7 separate regions of the Mus musculus genome follow, and all the other regions are linked to region 6. Evidence: chromatin contacts called from public ChIA-PET and promoter capture Hi-C data. All regions are on one chromosome and are shown on one strand. The core of a region is the stretch at or near the end of the contact, and the rest is flanking DNA. Distances in the headings are between cores, read along the strand shown.

Evidence for each region. Promoter capture Hi-C pulls out the DNA fragments that hold promoters and counts their contacts. ChIA-PET counts read pairs in DNA pulled down with a chosen protein or histone mark. Capture Hi-C pulls out chosen DNA fragments and counts their contacts.
Region 1: a promoter capture Hi-C map of liver shows a contact between it and region 6, with 2.6 times the contacts expected there. The contact joins the promoter of B130055M24Rik here to the promoter of Tufm in region 6. A contact is called at or near these places in 1 of 115 datasets of contacts at active chromatin or transcription factors (bone marrow-derived macrophages) and 1 of 9 other capture datasets (liver).
Region 2: a promoter capture Hi-C map of liver shows a contact between it and region 6, with 6 times the contacts expected there. The contact joins the promoter of Fbrs here to the promoter of Tufm in region 6. A contact is called at or near these places in 4 of 39 promoter capture datasets (the C10 cell line, hippocampal neurons, liver and 1 more), 1 of 484 Hi-C or Micro-C datasets (CD4 T cells), 6 of 115 datasets of contacts at active chromatin or transcription factors (bone marrow-derived macrophages, double positive thymocytes, embryonic hindbrain and 3 more) and 2 of 9 other capture datasets (adipose tissue and liver).
Region 3: a contact with region 6 is called in a promoter capture Hi-C map of embryonic stem cells. The contact joins the promoter of Maz here to the promoter of Tufm in region 6. A contact is called at or near these places in 6 of 39 promoter capture datasets (the C10 cell line, cranial neural crest, embryonic stem cells and 2 more), 9 of 484 Hi-C or Micro-C datasets (CD8 T cells, the G1E-ER4 cell line, the N1E-115 cell line and 2 more), 8 of 115 datasets of contacts at active chromatin or transcription factors (bone marrow-derived macrophages, craniofacial prominence, embryonic stem cells and 4 more) and 2 of 9 other capture datasets (adipose tissue and embryonic stem cells).
Region 4: a contact with region 6 is called in a promoter capture Hi-C map of liver, with 4 times the contacts expected there. The contact joins the promoter of Zfp553 here to the promoter of Tufm in region 6. A contact is called at or near these places in 4 of 39 promoter capture datasets (cranial neural crest, hippocampal neurons, liver and 1 more), 2 of 484 Hi-C or Micro-C datasets (CD4 T cells and cortical neurons), 3 of 115 datasets of contacts at active chromatin or transcription factors (astrocytes, microglia and pro-B cells) and 1 of 9 other capture datasets (liver).
Region 5: a promoter capture Hi-C map of adipose tissue shows a contact between it and region 6, with 2.8 times the contacts expected there. The contact joins the promoter of Cd2bp2 here to the promoter of Tufm in region 6. A contact is called at or near these places in 6 of 39 promoter capture datasets (the C10 cell line, cranial neural crest, hippocampal neurons and 2 more), 8 of 484 Hi-C or Micro-C datasets (cortical neurons, embryonic stem cells, forebrain and 1 more), 5 of 115 datasets of contacts at active chromatin or transcription factors (bone marrow-derived macrophages, embryonic midbrain, extraembryonic endoderm stem cells and 2 more) and 3 of 9 other capture datasets (adipose tissue, liver and pancreatic islet).
Region 7: an RNA polymerase II ChIA-PET map of memory CD8 T cells shows a contact between it and region 6, with 30 read pairs. The contact joins the promoter of AI467606 here to the promoter of Tufm in region 6. A contact is called at or near these places in 2 of 39 promoter capture datasets (liver and pre-B cells), 2 of 484 Hi-C or Micro-C datasets (cortical neurons and embryonic stem cells) and 4 of 115 datasets of contacts at active chromatin or transcription factors (embryonic stem cells, large pre-B cells, memory CD8 T cells and 1 more).

Annotation. Positions count from the first base shown.
Region 1 is chr7:127,446,470-127,449,832 of GRCm38.p6, reverse strand. It overlaps B130055M24Rik (a long non-coding RNA gene), which reads right to left and starts at 1,443. Exons shown (of 2, transcript XR_869949.3): 1 at 262-1,443. Zfp689 (zinc finger protein 689) reads left to right here and starts at 675. Exons shown (of 3, transcript NM_175163.3): 1 at 675-1,179; 2 at 1,357-1,470. The coding sequence starts at 975.
Region 2 is chr7:127,477,608-127,480,970 of GRCm38.p6, reverse strand. Fbrs (fibrosin) reads right to left here and starts at 2,013. Exons shown (of 18, transcript NM_010183.2): 1 at 1,326-2,013; 2 at 856-1,035; 3 at 69-104. The coding sequence starts at 1,772.
Region 3 is chr7:127,024,674-127,028,470 of GRCm38.p6, reverse strand. Maz (MYC-associated zinc finger protein (purine-binding transcription factor)) reads left to right here and starts at 1,992. Exons shown (of 5, transcript NM_010772.1): 1 at 1,992-2,243; 2 at 2,317-3,167; 3 at 3,532-3,595. The coding sequence starts at 2,052. Kif22 (kinesin family member 22) reads left to right here. Exons shown (of 14, transcript NM_145588.1): 12 at 189-401; 13 at 481-540; 14 at 631-740. The coding sequence ends at 678.
Region 4 is chr7:127,230,989-127,234,431 of GRCm38.p6, reverse strand. Zfp553 (zinc finger protein 553) reads right to left here and starts at 1,371. Exons shown (of 2, transcript NM_146201.2): 1 at 946-1,371. Gm4532 (predicted gene 4532) reads left to right here and starts at 1,302. Exons shown (of 1, transcript NR_030674.1): 1 at 1,302-2,014. It also overlaps a transcript of Septin1 not described here.
Region 5 is chr7:127,194,464-127,198,331 of GRCm38.p6, reverse strand. Cd2bp2 (CD2 cytoplasmic tail binding protein 2) reads left to right here and starts at 2,255. Exons shown (of 7, transcript NM_027353.4): 1 at 2,255-2,403; 2 at 2,871-2,971; 3 at 3,174-3,309; 4 at 3,431-3,588; 5 at 3,691-3,868. The coding sequence starts at 2,894. It overlaps Tbc1d10b (TBC1 domain family, member 10b), which reads left to right. Exons shown (of 9, transcript NM_144522.5): 9 at 1-873.
Region 6 is chr7:126,486,092-126,489,454 of GRCm38.p6, reverse strand. It overlaps Tufm (Tu translation elongation factor, mitochondrial), which reads right to left and starts at 2,100. Exons shown (of 10, transcript NM_172745.3): 1 at 1,965-2,100; 2 at 1,673-1,867; 3 at 1,029-1,195; 4 at 701-805; 5 at 454-618; 6 at 203-335; 7 at 15-119. The coding sequence starts at 2,007. It overlaps Gm46001 (a long non-coding RNA gene), which reads left to right and starts at 2,941. Exons shown (of 3, transcript XR_001778288.1): 1 at 2,941-2,973; 2 at 3,124-3,295.
Region 7 is chr7:127,089,434-127,093,054 of GRCm38.p6, reverse strand. It overlaps AI467606 (expressed sequence AI467606), which reads right to left and starts at 1,619. Exons shown (of 2, transcript NM_178901.3): 1 at 1,583-1,619; 2 at 1-886. The coding sequence starts at 800. The coding sequence ends at 123.

The DNA.
Region 1 (3,363 bases), core at 194-2,693, 960 kb before region 6:
ACGTTGACACAGCTGCACTATTTCGGAAAGCAACGGTACAGGGGTGATTTCCCTGCTTCATTATAAATGAAAGGATCAACTAGCCATCTGTCTTTTGTTCCCCCTGGTAGCCTAAATGTGCATTCCACTGTACAAAGAAAGGGTAAGCCCAAAGCTATTGGTCTCACCTCTAAACAAGCGAACTTCCTTGGTACTCAGGTAGGCCATTCACTTCTATAGACTACTTAGGAGCTGCCCAAGGTACAAGACCAGTCAACTTACCATTCTAGTCATTCAATTTTACCAGACGCGCCTTTTGTGCACCAGATCCTTACCACCGCTCCCTTCTCATCTAGTACTTTTCAGAATTCCTGGCTGTGACACCTTTATGATCGTAGGATGTAGCTGTTCAAAAATCCATGTTGTCACTGTGTGACTTTCCCTTTGGAAGACCTGTAGAAACGTCTTCTCCAAGTAGGGCAAACAAGCGTTGGAGAACACAAGAAAAGCCTCCCATTCATAAGACTTCTCACAACCGGCTTAGAGACACAGGATCCACCTTCTTGCCCTTAAGAATCCGTTGGCTTCATTCAAATGGGCCGCCTTCATTGATGACCAATCAGAACGCCCGATCTTCAGCTACCAACCAATAAACGAATGCAATAGATAGGAGGAAAGTAGGCAAGAAGCCATCTCGCAGCGCCATTACACTTTAGGGCAAGGAGGTTAAGAAGTCGGCATGGCGTTCGGGTCAATAAAATCGATAGCTGGAACCTGCCTGTGTTCTAGGCAGCGGTGGTGCAGGAGCAGCGCCGCCATCTTCCCCGAAGGCATCTTCCGGTGCCTCTCACCCAAGTTCCAGCGGGAGTTCCCTGAATAACGGTCTGTGTCGGGCCGCCCGGCCCCTCAGGCAGCCGATTCAGATTTCCTCCGGGCCTTCCCGACGGAGCTTCTAGGTCTCCGGGTCCCCGTGGCAAGGCCGGGGAGCAGGTCCGATGGCGCCACCTTCGGCTCCGCTTCTCCTGCGGGCAGTCGGAGAGGCTGGACCTACTCGGAAAAGGGGCAGGAGGCCAAGGGCCTTGAAGTTCGTGGACGTGGCCGTGTACTTCTCCTCGGAGGAGTGGGGGTGTCTGCAGCCCGCTCAGAGGACTCTGTACCGGGATGTGATGCGCGAGACCTACGGCCTCCTGGGCGCGCTCGGTGAGGCCCGGCCCAATCTGCTTACGCGGGGCCTAAGGGATGATGGAGCTTGAGGGCGGGGTAGAGTGGGGGCAGGGAGCCTAGGGTCCTGACCTGCGATCGGCTTGTTAGGGGTTGGCGTTTATTTTTTAGCATCCTTTCTTCGGGCCAGCTCTCTGACTGGTTCTCCTTCCCCAGGATGCGCAGGTCCCAAACCAGCTCTCATCTCCTGGTTGGAACGAAATACCGATGACTGGGAACCAGCAGCCCTAGATCCGCAGGAGTACCGGAGATGGGTAACATTCCAGAGAAGTGAGTGAAAAATACCCACGAAAACCATACTGCCTTCCTGAGTAATGCCCTAAACTGTCGACCCAATCTAAATTTGTCGTCTGATGAGAGTTAACCAGGTTGCTTGTACTGTGGGCATACGAACTACAAACGGTACTTCATTGACATAAGTGAATTACTGAGCTTTGAAAAAGATAACTACTGCTTTCCAGGATCCGGGACTTAGCTTCCATTGAACTTCTCCAATTCCCATCGGTCCTGGGAAGACTAGAAAGAGTCCTTAACCACTGAGACATCTCTCTCTAGCCCCTGGTTCACTCTTGACTTTAAAAAAGAAAAAGCCCCATTGATTGGAATGTTCATCTAGGCTTGTGAACTACTGGATGAAATACAGTCCAAGGTTTTTTTGTTTTTTTTTTTTACAACTCTCTCAAAGTGCTCCTAGACCAACAGCTGCATATTTGGGAGTTGTCTTGGTCAGAGGTTTCTATGCTGTGATAAACACCATGAACAAAAGTGGCTTGGGGAGAAGAGGGTTTATTTCATTGATATTTTCATGTAAACATCCATCATCAAAGCAGGGCAGGGCAGGAACATCAAGGCAGGAACTGAAGCAGAAAGCCACAAGGAAGGCTGCCTCCTGCTTGCTCTCCTACTTTCTTACACACTCAGGAACATCTGCCTAGGGATAGCACCACCCACAGTGGGCTGGGCCCTCCCATGTCAACCTTAATCAATCACTAATTAAGAAAATGTACCACGCTGGGCATGGTGGCACACACCTTTAATCCCAGCACTCAGGAGGCAGAGGCAGGTGGATTTCTGAGTTCAAGGCCAGCCTGGTCTACAAAGTGAGTTCCAGGACAGCCAGGGCTATACAGAGAAACCCTGTCTCGAAAAACCAAAAAAAAAAAGAAAAGGATGTACCACAGGCCAATCTGGTGAGGACATTTTTCTCCGTTGAGGTTCCCTCTTCCCAAATCACTCTAGCTTGGATCAGGTTGGCATAAAACAAGTCAGCACAATTGACCCCTTGTTAGCATGACACACAAACCCATCCCTTTTAACCATAACCTTTGTTTTTTGTTCATTCCAAGATCTCAATTCAAACACTCAATTCAGACTCTCCTTAAAATACCTAGTCTCTTTCAAAGTTTCTCTATCATATCCAAAACCTCTCTAAAATTAACTATGGGTTCCTATTAAAAAAAAGTTACATACTTGTTTATTCCAAGAAGTAATAACCAGTGCACAGTTACAGTAAAATCAAACCCAAAGTCTACGTGTGACGCTCAGTGCCAGCCTTCTGAGACTCTGCTCCTCTAGGCTCCAGAGGGCTTGGCAGTGGCACTCGTCTGACATCCACTGCACACACAGCCAGCTCACAAAGCTCTAAAGCTGCTGTGAGTGGTCATCTGTGCCAATGCTCTCTCCAAAACACCGGAGTTCTGGGTACACCGGGAGCCTTTCTTGGGATCTCTTTAGAGACACTGAGCCTGCCACGTGGTGCCAGGCCTTAATTTATCTCCATGACCCCCCTTCAGTCCTGAGGTTTGTACTTTAACTGAGGCTGTGAGTTTACCAATGGTCTGGGCTTTCCAGTCACAGTGCCAAGCCTCATTGCTCTCCATGACCCTTTATGCCTTCAAAACTAGAACATCTGGGGACACTTACACATAGTCAACTTCAGCTGCCAACAGGAGCCTTGGCCCCTTCATGGACCACAGCTGCTGTGTGCTGATCCTGTGGAGGTACTCCCAGATTTATCATCCTTGCTGATGCTGGTGTTTGGTTTTGTTTTGTTTTGTTTTGTTTTGTTTTTTGTTTTTTACTTGTGTCAATTTCTTGGATCCAGCTAATAGCATCAATTGCCCCAGTTAAGAAAGGTTTCCCTTTAGTGGTTTTTAATAAACG
Region 2 (3,363 bases), core at 764-3,263, 990 kb before region 6:
AGACATCAGGGGATAGGAGAGGGACCCAACAGGGAAGGGATGGGCCATTACAGGTAGGTGACACTTACTATATATCCAGCTTCCAGAGAGTGACGGGAGAAGGCCTGAGAAAGACCAGAGTCCAGAAGTAAGGGAGGCTGACTGACCAAGCAACTGTACAAAGCCACTACTCCCAGCAAGACCTTCAAGAGGACTTAAAAGCTACTCTCCATCATGCTCTTGTTTCTCTGTTTACTTCCACCTCCGCTACCAACCAGCTTACTATTTTCCTAATACTCTAGGTTCTCAAATCTTAAAACTGTATTCAAAACAACTTTTCCTCACTTCTTTCCTCAGCAAACTTCTGACTACACTGGGGCCCAAGACGTTCTAGGGGGCTTTCCCTAACCGCAACCCTCTGCCCATCCCCCAGACAGAATGAGTGGCTTCCTCATGTGGGTTTCTGTAGCACTTTGCCTAGATCTCTCCCAGATCACTGCCTTACACAGCTGCTCAAGCTAGTCTAGGTGCTTGCTTTTTGGCTGTTTCTTTCCCCTTAGGCTGCCACCAGCTAGAGGAAAGGACAGGACATCTCTTATTTATAATTCAGCTGTCTTTGATGTATCTCTTGAATTATCAGCTTGTTAGTAGTATACATAGCACAAGCAAAAGCAAGTGAGTTTGACTCTAGTTAGGTCCTTCAGACCTGGATTGGAGATGGGGCTGCTGTCCAATTTGTTCTGCCTTCCCCTGTGCTCCTAGACACTAGGATTACTGCTGGGATCGGCAGTTGTGATGCTCGTGGGAAGTCAGTCTACAGGAATGATATATTCCGACTGAACAAATTGGAAGGACTGGAATCTGGGACATGCTCACCTCTTTCCTTCTTCGCTTATTGGGCCATTTACGGGGCCTATCCCCAGAGGGTCGGCCAGGCTCACGGTCTGAGCTGTCCCCTGGTTCCCCAGTGGCCCCACTGGAGCCCCCCCTCTTCCGTTTCCCAGAATGCTTCAGCCGATGTTCCAGTCGTTCTGGGGGCTGAAGAGATGCATCCTTCTGTAGAAGAGGTGGTGGAAATGTGGTTGGAGAAAGAAAAGCTCCTTAACTCTCTAAGGGTGACCAAGTTACTCAAGTGCCTCTCAAGCAGGGGAACCTAGGTAGTCCCCAGACACTAGCTCTACCTCCTCCCACCCCAGGGTGGGGCAGAAACCCGGCAAGAGGAGCCGGTTGCTCTGGTTTGGGGTGTCACCACTGCCCCCTCAACCCCATCCTCTGTAAGGGCTATACCCTTCTCTCTGCCCTTCTGACCCACCTCCCAAAGACCCCCAAATCCCATTAGGGCACACCTGCAAGGCCTCAAGGCTGGCAAAGCTAGCGATGGCAAAACCATCGATCAGGTCTTCCTCCTCTTCCTCCTCCTCAGGCTCCTCCTCGGCTTCTCCGTCGTCTGCGCCCCCCTCTTCCTCCTCGTCCTCTTCCTCTCCGCGGCTGCCCGAACCGGCAGGCCGCTTCCGAGCTCGCGGTCTCGGGGGTCGAGGCCTGGGTCGGGGCCGCCGCCGTCGTAGGCCCCCAGGCCGCTCTCCAGATGAAGCTGACGACCAGGGACGGGCGGGCGGCGGCGGTGACGAGGAGGATGAAGAGCCTCGCGGGGCGGCCAACAAGGCCCGGGGCGCGTCACCGCCTGGACCTCGGCGGCGCCGCTGCTCCCGATCACGGTCTCGCCGCGAGCAGCGTCTCCGTCGCCGCTCCCCTTCAGCTGCCCAGCCCGGGCCTGGGGCCGCGGCCGTCTCCATGGTGACGGCCCTCAGCGCCGCATCCGGAGGCGGCGGGGCCCGAAGCGGCCTGTCCACAGGCCCCGGGTCGCGAGCGCGGCGCTGGCGCTTGCACAGGGACGGGAGAGCTCCGGCTTCCTCTTTAAAACAGGATCCGCTGGCCTCTGGCTTGCCCCAAGGCCAAGGCCCAGAGAGCCGGCGCCGCCCCCGGGGCGACAAGCCTGAAGGCCCCCCCTGTAGGGCTGGCGGGGCCGCGACGACTAAAACTGGGCGGCCGTCCCTTTAAGGCGAGGCCTCAAATTGTCCAGCCCCCGGCCCCTTTAAGACGACTCCACCGTGTCCGGCTGGTCTAGTGCGGTGGCGGCCCCGTGCCAGGGGTCGAGGCAAGTCTCCCAGAGGAAGAGGAAGGACCACCCCTTTAAAAGGGGCGGAAAGCACGACTTCCCCTTTAAAAGTGTCTCAAGTCCTCCGGCTGAAAGAGGCCACCCCTTTAAAGAGTCCAGAGGCCTTCAAACAGCGAGTCGTCCCTTTTTAGAGAGCGTAGCTAAGTTTCTAGCCCTTCACAGGCTGTCACTTCCCCTTTAAGATGAATTTAATGAACTTCTTGCGTGGGGCAGGAGGTAGGAAAACTCCACTTGCCCCAATTCTTCCAGCAGGAGTTGTTTGTCAGCTTCTGCTGTCCCCTTTAAGACTGGCGTTGGAGTCGGCCGAGTTCGGTACCCACCCCTTTAAGGAGATTTAACGAGGTCTCCGCCTCCCGTAGCCTTGAAAGGTGCAAGGGGGCGGAGCCTGCCGTCCAAAGTCCCGGATGTGAGGCAACGGTGACGGATAGAGCTTCTCTCTCTGTCCTCCGACATAAAAGACTCTTCCTCCTTTCCTCCGTTCCTAACCGGCTTGTAGCTAGAAGGATCCGGAAAGGCCACTGGACAGTGAGGAACTCCGCCGTATCCTCCTGTTGTCTTCTTCGGCGTCTACGGCTCTTCTCCACCAGAACTTCCCTGCCCCTCCTCCCTCTTCCTCCTCAGCCAACGCCTCCTTCCTCTCTCCGCCTCCTTCCCCCTCCCTCCGAGGCTCAGTCGTTTATAGGTTGGCAAGTAAACGTCAATGCAAAGGGCGGAGTCAAAGTCGCCGGAGTGCCGGACGTAACAGCCTTCAAATGTGGGATTGGGTTGTCAGGTTAGCCCCGCCCTCCCCAGGTCTTGTGACTGGACTGGTCCGAAGTAGGTGTTTGGAGCAGTTCCTTAGGCCACCCGCCTCTTCCTGCTCTCTGTTTATTGGCCATCTACTGAGAGACAGTGCGAGGCACTGGGAGGTGGTGCCTGGAGTGGTAGGCAGCAGGCCACTGGTAGGCGTTAGGCTGTCCTAGGTGCGCTTTTCTGGTGTGTAGTGGCTGCCTTTTTGCCTGTTGGTATTTCGCGCAAGCGCATGGCGCTAATGCCTTCTGCCCGTCTTTGGGCGGATCTGTCTACCGTGGCGTCTCAGAAAACCCAAGCACGATCCGCGAGAGTCAGAGGTGGGGCGGAGACCAAGCTCCCAGTGGCCGTCCCTTCCTGTGCTCAACAATAATAAACACTTTGCACTCCAGTGCGAAGTACTCTCTCACATTAATTCA
Region 3 (3,797 bases), core at 743-3,242, 540 kb before region 6:
TCTTCCTAATCAGGATTGATGTGTGCGCTCAGTCACTCACTGACTCTTCACAGCAACTGAGAAAGGAGCTAGCAATTAAAGAAGCACAACAAAATTAGTGACCAGAGGGGAGAGGCCGCAGAGAGATGGACTGTGCCTCGTCATGGCAGTCACCCACTGCCTTTACTGGCATTTCTGTTACCTCATAGCTGGAGCCATCCCCTGAGTCAGAAGCTGTGGAAAAGGATGAGGACTACTGGGAGGTACAGATTAGCCCAGAGTTACTGGCACATGGGCGCAAAAAATTATTGGATCTGCTGAATGAAGGCTCAGCTCGGGAACTGCGCAGCCTGCAGCGCATTGGCCAGAAGAAAGCCCAGCTCATCGTGGGCTGGAGGGAGCTCCACGGCCCCTTCAGTGAGGTAACAACCCTGGGGACAGGTGCAGTGGGGGGGTCCCCGTGCTGTGTCCACTCCCTTCCTAGTGTTGCTGTCCCACTAGGTGGAGGACTTGGAACAGGTGGAAGGCATCTCTGGGAAGCAGGTGGAGTCTTTCCTGAAGGTAAGGCCACCTTTGCCCTTTCTGCATGGTGTTCCCCCACCGCAGCCCACCTTAGGCTGCTATGCTAACGCACGTTCCTCTTCTTTACAGGCGAATCTCTTGAGCTTGGCCGCCAGCCAGCACAGCGGTCCCTCTTGACACTACCTTCTTTTAAAAATCCTTGTATAGTGACGTGTTGTGTAAATACAGTTTTTATTCCATGGTTGAGCCTGGTTTTTGAGGATGACAGGGCTGGGGTCAGAGTCCATAACTACCCTGGGGGTCAGGATCAAGCTCTGCAGGACACCCATGTAGGCGCCATCTTTGGGAAACCCCCAAACTAGGCCAAGATTGTAAATAAACCACTGGAATGGGGAGGGGACGGTGGCCTAGAAGAATCAAAAAGCTGACGCGAAAGCTTAAGCACAGCGACCGACCGTTAAGCGGGCACGCGCTCCAAGCTAGCCCCGCCCCGCTGTAACTCCCTCGGCGCGCTCCCCACTCTCCCGCTCAGCAACGACGTCCCTGTTATGTGCGCGTGCGCGCGAAATAACGGCCGCTGGCGGAGGGAAGTGGGGGGTGGAATCGTTCAAGTGGGGGAAGAGAAGCCGCCTAGTCTCCCGCGCGCCCACCACCTGCACCATCGCCAGCCAATCAGCAACCGTCTTGGGGGTCTCGCGCTCGGGGCGACCGGGGCTGCTGGGTGGCTCCCCAGTCCCTCCGCCCTCTAGAGTCCCTCCTGTCCCTCCCCCTCCCGCTGGCCCCGCGCGCACTCGCGCTCGCGCCCGCTCCAGCCTCTTGTGTGTCCTCGCGCCCCCCGCCCGCCCTCCGGCGCGCAGTGTGCGCCGCTCCCCCACCCTCCTCCCCCCTCCCTCCTTGCGCGCCTCCTCCTTGGGTCCCCCTCCCCCACAGCTGCCTCCTCCCGCCCCAGGGTGAGCGCGAGCCACCTCCCTCCTCCCTCCGCCATGGATCCCAGCAACTGGAGCAGCTTCATCTTCCAGGTAACAACCCCCGCCCCCCCCGCCCCTGCCCCCCCTCCCACACCCCCTCCTGCCCGCCCTCCCTCCTGTCCCACACCCCCTCCGCGCGCCCGGTGCGCGCGCAGCTGTCCCCCTCCCTCCCTCGCGCCCTCCCCCGCCCTCCCCGAGGCGCCGGCTGGGCGCGCGCGCGCGGCGGGGGCCGAAGCTGCTCCCTCGCTCCCCCCACCCCGCCCCGCCAGGCTCCAACCGCCGCCACCACCGCCGCCGCCGCCGCCCGGGCCCCCCGCCCCCGGCCCCGGCCCTCGGCCCCGCGGGGCCTCTCGCCCCCACCCAGGGGGCGTCGCCGCCGCCGCCGCGCTCCGCGCCCCACAAGACGCCCTCCTTCCCTCCCTCCCGCCGGCCGGGGTGCGCGGGCGGCGGGGCGGCCCTCGGGCCATGCGTTCGGCTCGGCCCAACCCGGCCGGCCGGGGGCGGCGCCCCGAGCCCGGGCCCCGCGCGGCCCGTGCCCCCGGCTCCCGCTGAGCTCCGGGGGCCCCCACTGTGGCCGAGGCCATGTTCCCCGTGTTCCCTTGCACGCTGCTGGCCCCCCCCTTCCCCGTGCTGGGCCTGGACTCCCGGGGGGTGGGCGGCCTCATGAACTCCTTCCCGCCACCTCAGGGTCACGCCCAGAACCCCCTGCAGGTCGGGGCTGAGCTCCAGTCCCGCTTCTTTGCCTCCCAGGGCTGCGCCCAGAGTCCATTCCAGGTGAGTAGGGGCCGGGCCGGGCGGGCAGGCGCCGACCAGCGACCGCGGCCCACACGGCGCCTTGTCTCCGCAGGCCGCGCCGGCGCCCCCACCCACGCCCCAGGCCCCGGCGGCCGAGCCCCTCCAAGTGGACTTGCTCCCGGTTCTCGCCGCCGCGCAGGAATCAGCCGCGGCGGCGGCGGCTGCTGCGGCGGCTGCCGCTGCAGTGGTTACTGCACCCCCGGCCCCTGCCGCCGCCTCCACAGTGGACACAGCGGCCCTGAAGCAGCCTCCGGCGCCTCCTCCGCCACCCCCTGCCGTCTCCGCACCAGCCGCCGAGGCCGCGCCCCCCGCCGCGGCCGCCACTATCGCAGCAGCGGCTGCCACCGCTGTCGTCGCCCCAACCTCGACGGTCGCCGTGGCCCCAGTTGCATCTGTCTTGGAGAAGAAGACAAAGAGCAAGGGGCCCTACATTTGCGCCCTGTGCGCCAAGGAGTTCAAGAACGGCTACAACCTCCGAAGGCACGAAGCCATCCACACGGGAGCCAAGGCTGGCCGGGTCCCTTCGGGTGCTATGAAGATGCCCACCATGGTGCCCCTGAGCCTCTTGAGTGTCCCCCAGCTGAGCGGGGCCAGCGGGGGTGGGGGAGAAGCCGGGGCTGGCGGCGGCACAGCCGCGGTGGCGGCCGGTGGCGTTGTGACCACGACTGCCTCTGGGAAGCGCATCCGGAAGAATCACGCCTGCGAGATGTGCGGCAAGGCCTTCCGCGACGTCTACCACCTGAACCGACATAAGCTGTCGCATTCGGACGAGAAGCCCTACCAGTGCCCTGTGTGCCAGCAGCGCTTCAAGCGCAAGGACCGCATGAGTTACCACGTGCGCTCACATGACGGCGCTGTGCACAAGCCCTACAACTGCTCCCACTGTGGCAAGAGCTTCTCCCGGTGTGCAGGGGCCTCGCTGCCCACTAGGCCGGTGGGGGGGAGGGCAACAAGGTGGCCTGTCTTTGGCTGGTGGGGAGGCGGCTCCCGTTCCTGGGGACAGGAACCACTCCCAGGGAGGAGGGAAGTTGCTAGGAACAGGGGGTGGTACTTTAGAAGAGGTGGGTCTCTGGGCTGAAGGAAAGCAGCCTCTGGGCAGAAGAGGAATCTTGGTTTGAGGGCTTTCCTGCCTGAGGACTGAAGCTGAGGGGGAAACGCTGGGACCTTTGCAGAGGCATTTTGGAGGAACCTAGGTAGATTTGAGGCACACCTTACCTTGGAGCCTAAGCCCTAACACACACCCCCTCCCACCTCAACATATCCCTAGGCCGGATCACCTCAACAGTCACGTCAGACAAGTGCACTCAACAGAGCGGCCCTTCAAATGTGAGGTAGGAAGCCAGCTTCCTCCTGTCCTGGTTTTCATGATTTTGATCCTCATTGTAGCTGTGTGGGTTCAGCCTCTCAGACCCCCTTTTTCTCTCTCTTTTTGCCTCTTCACTCCATTTTCACATTTCTCCTTCAAGGCCTGGTCATCTCACGCCCATTTCCTACAGATCAAAGACCCCCGAGACTCTGATCCCCTTATCTTGC
Region 4 (3,443 bases), core at 122-2,621, 750 kb before region 6:
AGGACAGCCTAGTCTACAGAGTGAGTTCCAGGATAGCCAGGGCTACACAGGAACCCCCCCCCCCAAAAAAAAGAAAGAAAGAAAGTTAGTAGAAAACTTTCCAAGCCCCTCTCTGCGGTCCCATAAATCATCCCAGCACTGAATGCCATCGGGTTTGAGAGAAGTGTTTCCTACTTGGAGGAAACCCTACCCTGGGCCGAGTTTCTAACTATCTACTCAAGCCTGTGTTATATTACAGTATTTCAATTTAGAAAACCTAGTATATGGTCTTTTGATCGAATTTCTGTGGGTTTTTTTTTTTTCTTTTTTTTCCTCCAGTTTTTGAGACTGTCTTACTGTACTGCCCAGACTGGATCTGAATTCTCCACTCCATTGGCTCTATCCTGGTAACTTCTACGATCTTGTATAAACTTACTTCCCTACAGATAAACAGATATGGGGTGTAGGAGAGAAAAAACAAAGTAGCAATGATTGTAACTGCGGGTTCGGAATAAACCTGCTGCCACAAGAGGCAAGAGATAAGTCAAGGACCGGCATTACTCTGCAGCAAAAACAACGGAAAGGAACGCGGTTATTTGGAAAAGGATACTGAGACTACTCTGAGCACGCAAGGTCTGTACTTAACACTAGAGCTTTTAAATTAATAAAAATAAGAAAGCCAGGGAAGGTTTTGAGAAGGCAGCCAGTATTAGAGCTGGATTTACAGCAGAACGCATGCAGAGAAAGAGCACCAGAGATTACAATTGAGCCTGGAGGCCTGCAGTAGGGCTGAGTGAAGGGGGAGGGGAGAGCGTTAGGGAGGATGCCCCTCACGGCCTGGCACACAGTAGGTGTTGGCTTCTTCCCTTCGGATTTTGCTGCCCCTTCGCCCACGTCCGACTTTCCTGGGCCCTGGGTCCCCAAGCATCCATTACCTTCCTGTGCGATGCGGACCGCCGCCCTCACCTGTACCGATGGCTCTCAGCCGCTTTCAAGTCCTCTGTACCGCGAAGCTCGGCGCCCCAGGGCTGTGCAGCGCGCTGCACCGTCGGCCCACGACCGGGACGCGGCCCCGGTGAGTCCGAGGGCACCTGCCGCCCCGTTCCCCTCGGTACAACAGGAACCCAGCAGCCAGCCGCACGGGTACGGGCTCCACGCCACGCCAGGAGGGGGCTCGGCCCACGTCCCGGGCGCCGCTGGGCGGGACGGGAAGCGGAAGCACGGGCCTCGGCGAGCTGCTCTAGGACCCGGAGGAGCCGCGGGCTCGGCGGCGGCGGCGGCGGCGTGGACCAGTTCTAGCCGTGCCCTGCGGCGCTAGCGGCGTGCCTCCTCGGATGGACAGCTGGCACGGCGGAGCCGGACTGCCCGCGCGGGACAACCAGGAAGGAGCCCAGGAATGGAGTGGCAGACAAAGGGAAACAGAGAGCCGGCGGGCGGGGCGGGGCGCCGAGGCGGGGGAAACAAAGCCCAGCTCGGAGTGGGGGCTGGGCCGGGGCAGGCAGGTCGAGCTGGAGCCTGCCAAGTTCTAGCCTGAGAGTCACGAGTCGGGGCACTGTCGGCGAGAGACGATGCTCGGGGACAGGACCTAGAGACTGGGTACCAGAGACAAAGAGATGTAGAAACAGATAAGAACCGTCAAGTCACCCTAATGGAATCAGGGGCCCTAAGAGGCGGAGAGCCTGGAGAGAAACGGGCGGGAGACAGAACAAAGGACGACAGGCGGAGACAAAGGTAGAAAAACAAAGAAAGGCTTTGCAAAGGCCAAGCCCAGGGAGGGACTGAAGAATAAACCCTGCCTCCATCTTGCTGGAGTCACGTTCCAAAGGATCCAGGCCCTAGAAGCATAACCCCGGCATCTTATGTTGTAGGCAGGTTTTCCTTTATAGAGGTGAGTACCCAGAGGCTTCCGTCCTGCCACTAAAGCGAGTGCTAACGGGGTTTTTATTAATTCGTTATGTTTTAGCAGTACATAATGTTATTTGTATTATATTAGATTTGTCAATAAAGCAGAAGTTAGAGATAAAGTTAAACCATGCATCGTCTGTCCCTTGAGTGCGGTCAGTTTTTGTGGGGTTTTTTGTTTTGTTTTTTCGAGACCGGGTTTCTCTGTATAGCCCTGGCTGTCCTGGAACTCACTTTGTAGACCAGGCTGGCCTCAAACTCAGAAATCCACCTGCCTCTGCCTCCCGAGTGCTGGGATTAAAGGCGTGCGCCACCACGCCCGGCTAGAGTGCGGTCAGTTTTTTTAAAAAAAATCATACAAGGCGTGGAGAACTGGGCCAGTGGCATGCCTCAGTGGGAAAAGGGGATTGTCCGCAAGCTTGACAACCTGAGTTCTCTCCAGGGAACCTGTGTGGTGGAAAGGAGAGTGCACGTTGTCCTGTGACCTCCACATGCACTGGTGCAATGTGCCCCCCAAATTTTAAAAATTCTAACTAACTTAAAAAAAAAAATTGGTTGGTCCTGTTAATCCCAAAGCAGGGAGGAGAAAGACCACTGACCCAAATTATCATGCCCAATTAAAGCAAGCTTTGTTACTCTTCTACACGAGATGCCTGCCCCTAAGATGGATTCAAAGGTCAGTATTGAACTAGGGAAAAATAAGGGTTTTATAGCTCGAGGGGGTTGGGGGGGTCCAAACTGGGGATTTGGCAGGCAAATAGGTGGAGTTACAGAGCAGAACAGTTACAAGGCGTTCATAACAACAGGTGGTTACAGTGATCTTTTGAGACAAATGTAGGCTTGCAAGATGGCTGTAACTTTTTGGAACAAGGACGTGGTTGCTGTTTTCTGGAACATTCTGTATGGTACTATTTGTAGTTGAGGTCACAGGTGGGACATGTGTTAGGAGCTGCCCACATTCCAGAACCAGGTGTGCCCTCACCTGCCTTCAGCAATCCAGCCCCAGCAGCTATATCATCACCAGCTGCCATACCCTTTATAAAGCCCATGCCATCAATGGTTCGTTCTCTCTCTCTCTCTCTCTCTCTCTCTCTCTCTCTCTCTCTCTCTCTCTCCTGCTCTGAATCAGCCTTTTGTGCCCCCCCAATAAATCTCTTAACATTTATTGCATTATTATAGGTCAATTGTGTGGTGTGTTCTCTGCAAATTCCTTGGCCCCAGCCACCAAGGTCAACTTTCGATACAAACCCGCCCTAACATGAATATCCTGGTGCCTGCTTTCCCCTTTTGGGGGTTAAAGCCACTCTGGGACCCTACCCACCAGTTCTACCTGCAACAGACCCACCTGGCCCACTGATGGCTTGATAAATGCTCCCCCTTGGTTGGTGTAAATGCTTCACCAGATCTCTGGTGTTCTTGGAGGCAGAAGTTCCCACCGGGCTTTGGACCCTATCCCTTTGGGTTAGGCTTTATTTCTGAGCTCTGTTTCTGCCTTTTGGGTTCCCTCAAAGGCCCTGGTACCAGTCTCCTCAGGGTTTTAACCCTTGTCCCACATTCAGCTG
Region 5 (3,868 bases), core at 1,006-3,505, 710 kb before region 6:
CAGCTTGGGTCTCTGTCACACCTATGAAATCCTTCTGGGGTGCTGTCTTACACTCCGGTGGCTTCCCTTAGATGGTGGAGCTAGGTTCCTTTTCCTGTCTTGGGGCCCTGCCTGTCACCCCACTGCCTACTGGGGGCCAAGGCTGTTTTCTCTCCTGGATATCCTTGTGTTGTAATTATGTACAGAAGGTCAGGTTGGCCTGGGGTGGGTGCTGTCCTTTCCCCTCTCCACAGCGCTGCTTCACTCCAGTTTATTTAAGAGGATATGCTAGGAAGTGTCCTCCGTCTCCTTCCCACCCGTGCCCTGCTCTCTCCTAACTCACTTGCTTTGTATGCTCAGGCCTCTCTGCTGCAGTCACAAAGTCTGTCTTCGATTTTGTTCCTTTCTAGCCATCAAGCCCCTCTCTGAATAAGGGTCTTCCCTTGAGTCCAGGGGTGGAACCCAATGTTTACATTCTCTTCTGTCTTGGTCCCACCTCAGTGGCAGTTTTGTGGCGCTTTGAGGAACCGGAAAATGAACCTGCTGTTATATCTGTCTCCCGCCTTGTTATTTGAAGAGTGCTGTAGAGTAAGGGGAGTGGGGGAGGCAGGCACAAAGTCTGACTTTCCATAGGTTCAGTCTGCAGGTCTTGGCAGGAACATCTGGACCACTGGTTCTCAATCTTCCTAATGCTGTGACCCTTTAATACAGTTCTTTATATTGTGGTGACTCCAACCATAAAATTATTTTCATTATTACTTAATAACAGTATACTACTGCTATGAATCATAATGTACGTCTCTGTTTTCTGATAGTCTTAGGCAACCTCTGTGAATAGTATTCGACCCCCAAAAGGAGTCACAGTAAACGCTCACTTCATCTCTCATCAACAAACATAGTGGTCCAGCTCCTTCCTCCTCAGCTTTGCCTGGATTCTGCTGCTCCCACTCTCACTGGCCTCCTGGGATCCTCTGCACAGCTTGCAGGACTGGGATCGCCTTTCCAATGGCTTCAGCCCCCTGGAAGCTGAAGGAGGGGCCTGAGAGTGTGTGCAAAACCACCATCTTTAGATTGGGCTGGGTTCTTGGTCAGCAGCTTGGTGCAGTTCCCTGGGCGTCTAGGGTAGACTAACTGCCTGGGGTTCATCCCAGCAGGTACACACAACCAAACTGCGCAGCTCTTGTTTTCTGTGGCTAGATCTTTGCCACACACCCTCTACTCCGGGTCAGGATGATAAAGGTGTGGGCTTCTGTGGCCGTAAAGCTCCACTTGGCACTTCTCAGCAGAAAGGGGATCAGGGTGTGTGGTCTCCAGGTAGAGAAAACCCCCTCCGGATGAACCAGCAGTGCTGAGAGCTGCTTTCTTCAGGGTCCTGTCTGTAGCAAGATGCCCTCCTGGTCTAGAACTTGTGTTCTGTACCCACAGAAGTGAAGTTTCATGATTCACAATGGGAGAAAACCCTGGAGGAGAAAGGCGTGGTCCATCTGGCTGCCCTCTTCCAACTCTAGTAGGATCACCGGAGCTATTTAGCCGAGGGTGGGGACGGGGGTGGAGGCGTTGAGGTTTGAGTTGTTCCCCAGAGCTCCAGATCTAAACCTCACTATTGGGGAAGATCTCACCTGGCCCCAGCTTTGCAGGAGCTGGATCCCAGCCCTTTGGCAGTTTGCTAAGGGATGAGGTAGGCTTCGTGTAACTGATGGGCTTCTGCCTGGTTACAGGCCACGGACGGAAGCCAGTGGCACCTCCTGTGATGGTTGTCCCGCTACAGAAACTAGGAATTAAGTGGGAGAATAGACATGGTGCAAATGACTCCTGGGTTCTAAAAGGGCTTGGTTTGGAAGGTGCCCGAGCGCTTATAATCAGAAGCAGGACTCAGAGAGAAGAGCAAGACTTTCTTTAAAAATAGACGGTCTCATGTTGTATCCCAGACTGTCGTCAATCTCGCGACAATCAATCCTGTTTCAATTTCCCGAGTGTTGGGACTGCGTTAAGATCGGAAGCCCGGGTGTCTACTGAAGGCCACTAGGCGTACAGAACCCTATCCATACATGCAAACGGAAGCCCGAAGCCTCTGTTCGGCCTGTGCCTCTCCATCCAGGCCTTGGGAACCTCTTAGCACACCACGTCCTTATCCTCACTGTAGCCTCCATCGTAGAGGAATAATAAAACATTTCCCGCCATCCTCAAGTCCCGTGAGGCAAGGACGTAGTTCACGCGAGTCTTTGCAGGTCTTGCGTCACTTCCTGCCGCGAGTCGGCCTTGGCTAATGGTATGCATCCGCCCTTTTTGAATAGAAGTGAAGCCACTTCCGGGTCCTATGCCGGTCTCCACGGTTTTTTTCCGGGTGATGAAGGCGGGTGCCCCGGATGTAATACCGGCGAAAGCATCTTTCCTTTTCTTCCCCGCCTGACCCTGGGTTCCTAGGTGAGCACCGGCGGGTAAGATTGTTTGAATCCCCGCGGGTTTGCTTCGCCTTTAGTTTGTACGCCAAGGACATGGCCGAGCAGGTCGCTACGTGGTATTCGGGGATCTAGGCAGCTCCAGCTCTTGGGTCCGACCGGCCTCTGTGAGCACTCGGGTGGGAGAGGTGGTTGAGTTCGGTAGCTCCGGACTGGTAGGGGAGTGGTGACGTAGGGGAACCTGACTCCCCATCCCCGGGTGGGAATACCCGCAGGGTCCACGCGGGGGCGGAGATCCTTCCCATCGCCTCTCCTCCGGGCCTCAGAATTGCCCAACCAACCCCGGACGTCGTGCCTGCTAGTTCTCTCAGATGCTTTAGCGATCTGTCCTCGCTCACATTTACCAGGAAAAATGTTGGTGGCCCCTGCACTCCCCCGCGGTCCTCTCTCCTTACCTCACTTCCTCACTACATATCTTTTTCCGAGGTCCAGCTGGAGGAAATCCACAGCCAATCATGCCAAAGAGGAAAGTGACTTTTCAGGGTGTTGGAGATGAGGATGGTGAAGATGAAATCAGTGTGCCCAAAAAGAAGGTGAGATGGCCAGATTTCGAATTTCCGTGGAGGACTGAGAGGAAAGAAGAAGGAGAAATCTGATGGGAGGAAAGCCGGGAAGCCAAGGAAGTGTTAGTTTTCCCCGGCGCACTGGGTTTGGAAAGATTTGTGTACAGATCCTGGAGTATCTGGGGAACTACCCAGTTGGCTGCATTTCTCATTTGCTTCGGCCTCCTCACAGCTGGTGGACCCTGTGGCTGCAGCAGGTGGTCCTGGGAGCCGCTTCAAAGGCAAGCACTCTTTAGACAGTGATGAAGAGGATGATGATGAGGAAGGGTCCAGCAAATATGATATCCTGGCCTCAGAGGATGTAGAAGGTGAGCTATGTCCGAAGCGTTAACTGAGTTGGGGGGACAAGCCTTCAGGATGGAGGTGGGAGGTGTGCCTGCTTCCCTTTTGCGTGTCTAGCATGCCCCACCCCCAATGTCTTCGGTGCAGGTCAGGAAGCAGCTACTCTCCCTAGTGAGGGCGGTGTGAGGATCACACCCTTCAACCTGCAGGAAGAGATGGAGGAAGGCCACTTTGATGCTGATGGCAACTACTTCCTGAACCAGGATGCGCAGATCCGAGACAGCTGGCTGGACAACATTGACTGGGTGTGGCCCAGGGACTATTCTGGCTGAGGCCTGGGAGTGCAGGTGCAGGGCCTGGGCCCTGGTGGAAGTTTGTAAGAAATTCTAATTATCTTTTCCTTGTAGGTGAGGATCAAGGAACGGCCCCCTGATAAGCACCAGGTTTCAGACTCGGAGGAGGAAGACAGCCTGGGTCAGACTCCAATGAGCGCCCAAGCACTCCTGGAGGGACTTTTGGAGTTGTTGTTGCCAAGAGAGACAGTGGCTGGGGCCCTTAGGCGGCTGGGGGCCCGAGGAGGAGGCA
Region 6 (3,363 bases), core at 851-3,350:
AAATCTTCTCATACCTGTCACCACAGTGCGGATGTTCTTGTTATGTCCCAGCAACTCACACTCATCTCCTTTCTTCAAAATGCCACGCTCTAATGTACCTGTCACCACTGTGCCCCGGCCTGGAAAGAAACAGGATGGGTTATTGGTCACCCAGGGTCAGATGACCCCTATGAGGAGTGGTGTACGTGAGCACGGGCCTCACCAGGAATAGAGTAGACTGACTCTACAGGGAGCAGGAAGGGCTTGTCCAGGTCCCGGGTGGGCACTGGGATGTAGGTGTCCACAGCATCCAGGAGCTTCTGCACTGACTTCACGCCTAGCTCAGGGTCACGTTGCTGTTGGAGACATGACAAGACCTTGAAACTTCTGTTCCTATCACAGGATGCTAAGTTTCCAGGTACAGAGCAAAGCTCTACCCCGTCCTCTACCAACAGGAGCCTGTGCTGTGCTCACCTCAAGGGCACAGAGAGCCGAGCCTACGATGACTGGAGTTTCCTCTCCTTTATAGCCAAACTCGGTGAGCAGCTCCCGGATCTCCAGCTCGACTAACTCCACCATCTCTGAGTCCTGGACAGCGTCTGCCTTGTTCACGTACACCACAACATGTTCTACCCCAATCTGCAGGCAAGACAAGAGACTGAGCAACTCTCCTGAGCCATCTGACGTCTCACGGATGTCCATCCCACTCAGACCCCAGTACCTGTTTAGCTAGCAGTAAGTGCTCTCGGGTCTGGGGCATGGGGCCATCATTAGCTGCCACCACCAGGATACAGCCATCCAGGGGGGCAGTGCCTGTGATCATATTCTGGGTGGAAGAGGAAGAAGGTCAGCTTAGTTCAGGGACCTCTTCAACATGCATCCTCTAATGAGAAGTAGCTGTGAAGATCTCCATCTCTCTGCCATGTCTTCACCACCCACAGCCACAAATCCTTGTTCTTATATTCAAACACCGCCACTATTTTATAACCTCCCCCCCTCACACCTCCACTGAACGGAAGCAGGTGCTGGCTGTCCCCAGCAACCCTCACCTTAACATAATCTGCATGACCAGGACAGTCTGTGTGGGCATAGTGTCGGGCAGCAGTGCTATACTCCACATGGGCTGCATTGATGGTGATGCCCCGAGCTCGCTCCTCTGGGGCATTGTCTATCTCCTCGTACTTCTTGAACTTAGCTCCACCTCCCTCGGCTAGAACTACCGGAGGAAGAGAACACACCTCTCAACTCAGGGTCAGAGCTACAGACAAGGCTCGGGGCACACGCCTGAACCCCTCATACAGAAACAATCTGGAAGGATAAATCTCTGTTAAATCTCAATTCTAGGAAATCTCAAATGTAATTCTAGGAAAGATAACTTTGTAAGACAGTGAGAGAATTTCCTAAGGTGTGTGCTCATCACAGACGCTTCCAATTCTTCGCTGACAGCATCTCTTTACAGACCACTCTACACTGGATGGAAACCATTCACAGTTTTCATTTTATGCCTCACAGAGCTCTTCCTGTACAGGGAAACCTGTCTCCTGCATCTTCCCACCAGCCTTCGTCCCAAGTGTCTCTTGGAGCCATGCTAAAGTTCAGCGGACTACAAGACACCCACCCTACGCTCTAGTTCTGACTCTTCCAGCTGACAGGACATTGCCCGACGCCTCCAACCCAACCCAACCCTACTCACTTTTCGTGATGGCTGCAGTCAGGGTGGTCTTGCCATGGTCCACATGTCCGATGGTACCCACATTCACATGGGGCTTGTCGCGTACATAAGTCTTCTTGGCCTCCACAGCTAGGCCGCGACACAAGAAGGGTGATGCGGGAGCCTTCAGCGGCCGCAGCCGACCTTGCAGAAATGGGGTCGGGCTGGCGCAGAGACCTGCGGGGAAAGGCACTTGGGAGTCAGGGATCCGAACCCAGCTACCCTCCGCGCCCCTCGCAACTCCGGGCTGCCTGCGTCCAACCCGCCCCCTCACCGCTGAAGCGGGGCGTCGCTCGCAATAGAGTGGCTGCCGCCATTGTGGTAGTACTCGGTGACCGGGACCGGGAACTAGGCACCCGGGGCCCGCGCGTGCAGGGAAGGACGGGCACTTGGGACTGCAGATCACTTCCGGCGGAAATGAGGGTCCGGACAGCGAGTTTAGGAGCCTCTAGCAGACAGTTTCTATGGCCACGGCCACTGATATCCGGGCATGGAGCGGAAGAGGGGGTTTCTGGTGTCTCGCGGGGGACGATGGGGAATTTCCACAGTTCAGCCTGAGGGGGCCGCTTTAGGAGGAAAATGCGGAGCGCCCCATAATGCACGAGCGCCCCCGAAGGCTTATGGGTGTTGTGGTTTCCAGGGCAGCGGGCTTGGGTCAGTTTGTGACAGGCTTTAGCTTCGCCTGGGTTCGGTCCAGAGAGAAGATCTCCCAGCCTGTAAGAGGCAAAATTAACGAGAGTCAGGGATGGAGTCCCGGGAGTTCCAGTCCTTGGCCATTAAATAACTGCCCCCATATCTCTTGCAGGGATCCTGTGCTTTCTAACATTTTGAAGTCAAACCCTCCTCCCCCAATAGTCCTTTGGACGCTTGACAAGCAGTTTTCTTTCCTTTTTCTTCCTTCTTCCCCACTACCTTCCGAGACAGGGTCTCCTTGGCTGGCCTATGTAGACCAGGCTGGTCTTCCAGCTCTAGAGAAATCTCCTGTCTCAGTGCTGGGATTAAAGGAAGTTTTTTTTTTACTGTTAGTTGAATCTTTTGTATACCCAGCAAATGTTTGTTCCCTAATGAATAAGTGGTTTTTGTTTTTGTTTTTTTTTAAGATTTATTTATTCTATGTAAGTACACTGTAGCTGTCTTCAGACACACCAGAAGAGGACATCAGATCTCATTACGGATGGTTGTGAGCCACCATGTGGTTGCTGGGATTTGAACTCAGGACCTTTGGGAGAGCAGTCAGTGCTCTAAACCACAGAGCCATCTCTCCAGCCCCCTAATGAATAAGTGTAAGTATAGTAATGACTTTTAACTGTCACATTCATCTTTTCGCACAGCTTCTTCAACTCTCACAAATAATAGAAGCTTCTTAACTCTGTCTTTCTTTCTGAAATTTACCCTATCAGCTTAATTGACAGTATCTTTTCCAAATGCTGTAGATTCCCTCATTCCATCCCTAGAGAGATGTCTAGGCACAAGCAAGCTACATCACATCTCTTCTAAAAATCAAGTGGAAGGAGATACAGGTACACACTTGTGACCCCAGCACTTAAGACACTGCAGCAGGAAGTCCAGTCCTAAGGCCTGAGCACAGATTGAAACTCTGAAAAGGTAAAGATAAAGGACAATAGAGTGTTACTGGAATCTTGTGCTAGACTCCCCTCAGTCTTTGTGATTTT
Region 7 (3,621 bases), core at 370-2,869, 600 kb before region 6:
CAGCCAGGTGCAGAAGACAGAAATTTCCACACAAAATTTCCAGCGCAAGGGTCAGGCCTAAGGCTGGAGCTGACCCCTGTAGTCCCTCTGAGGTGGGAGTTAGTCTTACAGGTCCTGAAGACTCAGAAGCCCACGCTGGTCCGGCCTTCCCTCTTCCAGAATGCTGAGATCTGCTCCAGGGTGACCCGAGGCTGGAGACCCCAATCAGGTTCCAGGCTCCCTTGCCTCGGCCTCCAAGGCCTGGGGCTCCCAACCTGCAAGCCAGCCTCTGGCATGGGCTCAGACCCAACCCAGCTCACCAGGCTTGTGTCATGGGGCCTCTCCTCTTGGGTCTGAGGCCTCCAGAAGGTGCTCTGGGCTGGGACTTCTGGTGGGGTCTGAGGAACTAGAGAACTGAGGGAAGAGTATGGGGCTGAAGTGGCTGGTGGAGCAGTTGCTCTGCCCTCTAAGGTGCCACCGGGTGTTGGGGGACCTGGAGCCCTGTCCATCAGCAGAGGCATGGAGGAGCCGTACCAATCCTCAGAGCGCTCCCGGGCGCTGCTCGTGGGCTCAATCCACAGTTCTCCTCCAGGGCGCCAGACTAGGGTGGGGGCACGCTGGCTGGGGTCTGGTTGCGGGCGGCGGAACAGGCGTTCGGCCAGTACAGCAGTAGTTATGATGAAGAAGGCTGTGAGAGAGGCCAGGCCCAGCATGATGGGAATACAAGGTCCACAGGGGATTACTACCCACACTGCTGCCTCCGCTGTAGGCTCAGGGAGCCCCTCCGTGTGCCCAGAGGGCTGCTGAGGCGTCACTGGCATCTGGGAGACTCAGTGTGGACTCAGAACAGTCAGGAACGTCTCCACTGGGAGAAGGAAAGGACAGCAACCAGAGGATATCCCGTTTCCTGGAAAGAGATTCAACAACGGTTCTAACAACTTGACCGTGGCACAGGATGAGACAGTGCTTAGACTGCATGTCACTGGGACTGCACATCATTGGCCTTTTTTTTAAACTGTAACTTTACTTCAGAACCTCAGAGACAGATTGGGAGTCGGGAGTGCTGGATCTCTTTGTCCCTCATCTTGCGTTCCTGCTCCCACCCCCACCCCTACCCACTGTTAATTCGGCTCTTCTAATTGGCTTATTGAGCATGGGTGGCAAAACTAGAGAGGAGCAAAGGGTCCCAGAGAGGTCAAGAGCAAACCAGGAGAGGCCGGAGAACAAGCCAGAGCTGGCTGAGGCTCCCCTGCACAGTCGCAGGCCTTACTTCCCCTCCAGCCCCACCCCCCACCTCTGATGACAGATCAAAGGTCTGGGCTCTCAGGTCTTGCCTCAGTCTCAAGTGAGGAGACTTGGAATGAGAGAGAAACCCCTTGCTGGCCCCTCCCTTCCATATGCACCTACTCTTTGAGCCACCTAACCGCTCTCCTTGGAGGTGGCCCTGTTGTGCTATCTGGCTGTACCAGGTCTGTGGCCCGGCACCTATCCAGCTTCCCCAGCTCTGCCCAATCACTGGCCTGTCTGCTTCCCTTGTTGGTATTTGTCCACATCTCTGCCACCAGTCCCCCATTTGCAGTTGCTTCCGCACCCCTCACCTCACCTGTCACCTTGCTTCAATCTTGGATTTCGCCGTTTTCAGAGCCCTTCTTCCCAGTGCATGCCGGGAGGGTGTGTGTGCGCGCAGCGATCTGAAAGGCCCTGGAGGGCTGGCCTCAGAAGAAGGCGGAAGGGAGGCTACCACCTGTTGCTGGGCGACTGTGCCCCAACTTTTCCTGCCCCCACAGAGTGTTTCCAAGGCAACCTGGGGATGTGGTCAGTGTGGTGAAGAACCACTTCCTGTGTAAGGTGGAGCCAGAATGAGCAGCTGCTTTGCTCCAGTCAGTCCCACCCCACAGGCAAGGTCCAGACCCCAGCGCCTTTACCTTGTCACCCCAAAGGCAAGACCCAGACCCCAGCGCGTTCACCATCTCACCCCAAAGGCAAGGCCCAGACCCCAGCGCTTTCACCTTCTCACCCCAAAGGCAAGACCCAGACCCCAGCGCCTTCACCTTCTCACCCCATAGGCAAGGCCTAGGCGCGATCACCATCTCACCCAACAGGCAAAGCCCAGACCCCAGCGCCTTCACCTTCTCACCCTACAGGCAAGGCCCAGACCCCAGCGCCTTCACCTTCTCACCCTACAGGCAAGGCCCAGACCTCAGCTCGCTCACCCAGGGGAGAGGAAGATTATAAAGACCGGCTCAGGGGCTCCCACAGCGCTGCGATGTATCTTGCTGCCTGCTTCTTGGAGGGTCCCTGTCCTTCCGTCTACTCCCTGCACCCTTTTCATCCAGCTGTGTCATACTTTTGTTTTGTTTGAGACAGGGACTTAAGATGTAGCCCAGGTTGGCCCCGAATCCCCCCCCCCCCCCCACACACACACATACACACTCCCGTAAGCCTTTTGAGTGTTGGTTTCAGTCCCAGGCCACTGTGCCCAGGCTCATCTCTCCACTACTTCTGATACCTAACGGTGTAAGCACTATGAGAGTAATTGTTACCGGTGTTGTTTAGGCCATCATACCTTTACATGGTGTGCATGCAGTGTCTGCGTGTGTGTGTGTGTGTGTGTGTGTGTGTGTAGACCAGAGTCTACTTAATTGATTTCCACCCTATTATTTTATTTTATGTGTTTGTGTGTTTAGCTCACCTGTATGCATTTTGGTCGCAAGCATGCCTCGTGTTCAAGGAGGCCAGAAGGGGATGTCAGATCTCTTGGAAGTGATTGACAGACAGTTGTGAGCCACTTTGTAAGTGCTAGGAATTGAACCTAGGTGCTCTGCAAGAGCATCGAATTAACTGCTGAACTCCCTCTCCCTCTCCCCTTCCCCATTCTCCCTGTCCCCCGGTCCCCCTCCTCCCTTCTCCCCCTATACCCTCTCCCCCTCTCCTCCTGTCCCCCTCTTTCCTTCCCCAGTGCTAAGCTAATAGGAGCACTTAGCTGAGCTTGCGGTGCCCATAGTTTTGAAGTGTGTGCTAAGGTCTAAGCTCAGGCCCTCATGTTTGTCAATCAGCACTGTTGTGTTGTACTGAGCCTTCTCCCAGCCTTTGTTCCCTCCTCTGTCTTCTCTTTCTTTTTTCCAGGGTGGGGGGTGGGGCAGCGGCGGAGGTGTTTGTTTGCTTATGGGTCATGCTCATGCTAGGCAAGCATTTTGCCACAATTCTTCACCACCAGCATTTCAACATACATGTTTTTCATTTGTTTTGAGACAGGGTTTCACTATGTATCATTTCTAGCTTAAAATGCTCTACGTAGACTACAGTGGGTTCCCAATTGTGGCAGTCTTCTGGCTACCTTCCTGGTGCTGGGGTTATAGGGCTGTGGCAGCACATCTACTCGGTACACCTACTCGGTACACCTGCTCAGTACACTTGCTCAGTACACCTGCTCAGTACACCTACTCAGTACACCTGCTCAGTACACCTGCTCAGAATCCGACCCCATGAGGAAGTCGAGTTTGGCTGGTTATACAAGTCCAAGAGCGGATGAATGTGCTTAGATATACTCGTGTACCCCCCACCCCTCCCCACCCCCCCCACCCCCGCTGTTGCTATCTTGTTTCTGTTGTGGTTTTTGTTACCGGACAGACTGTGTGTGTG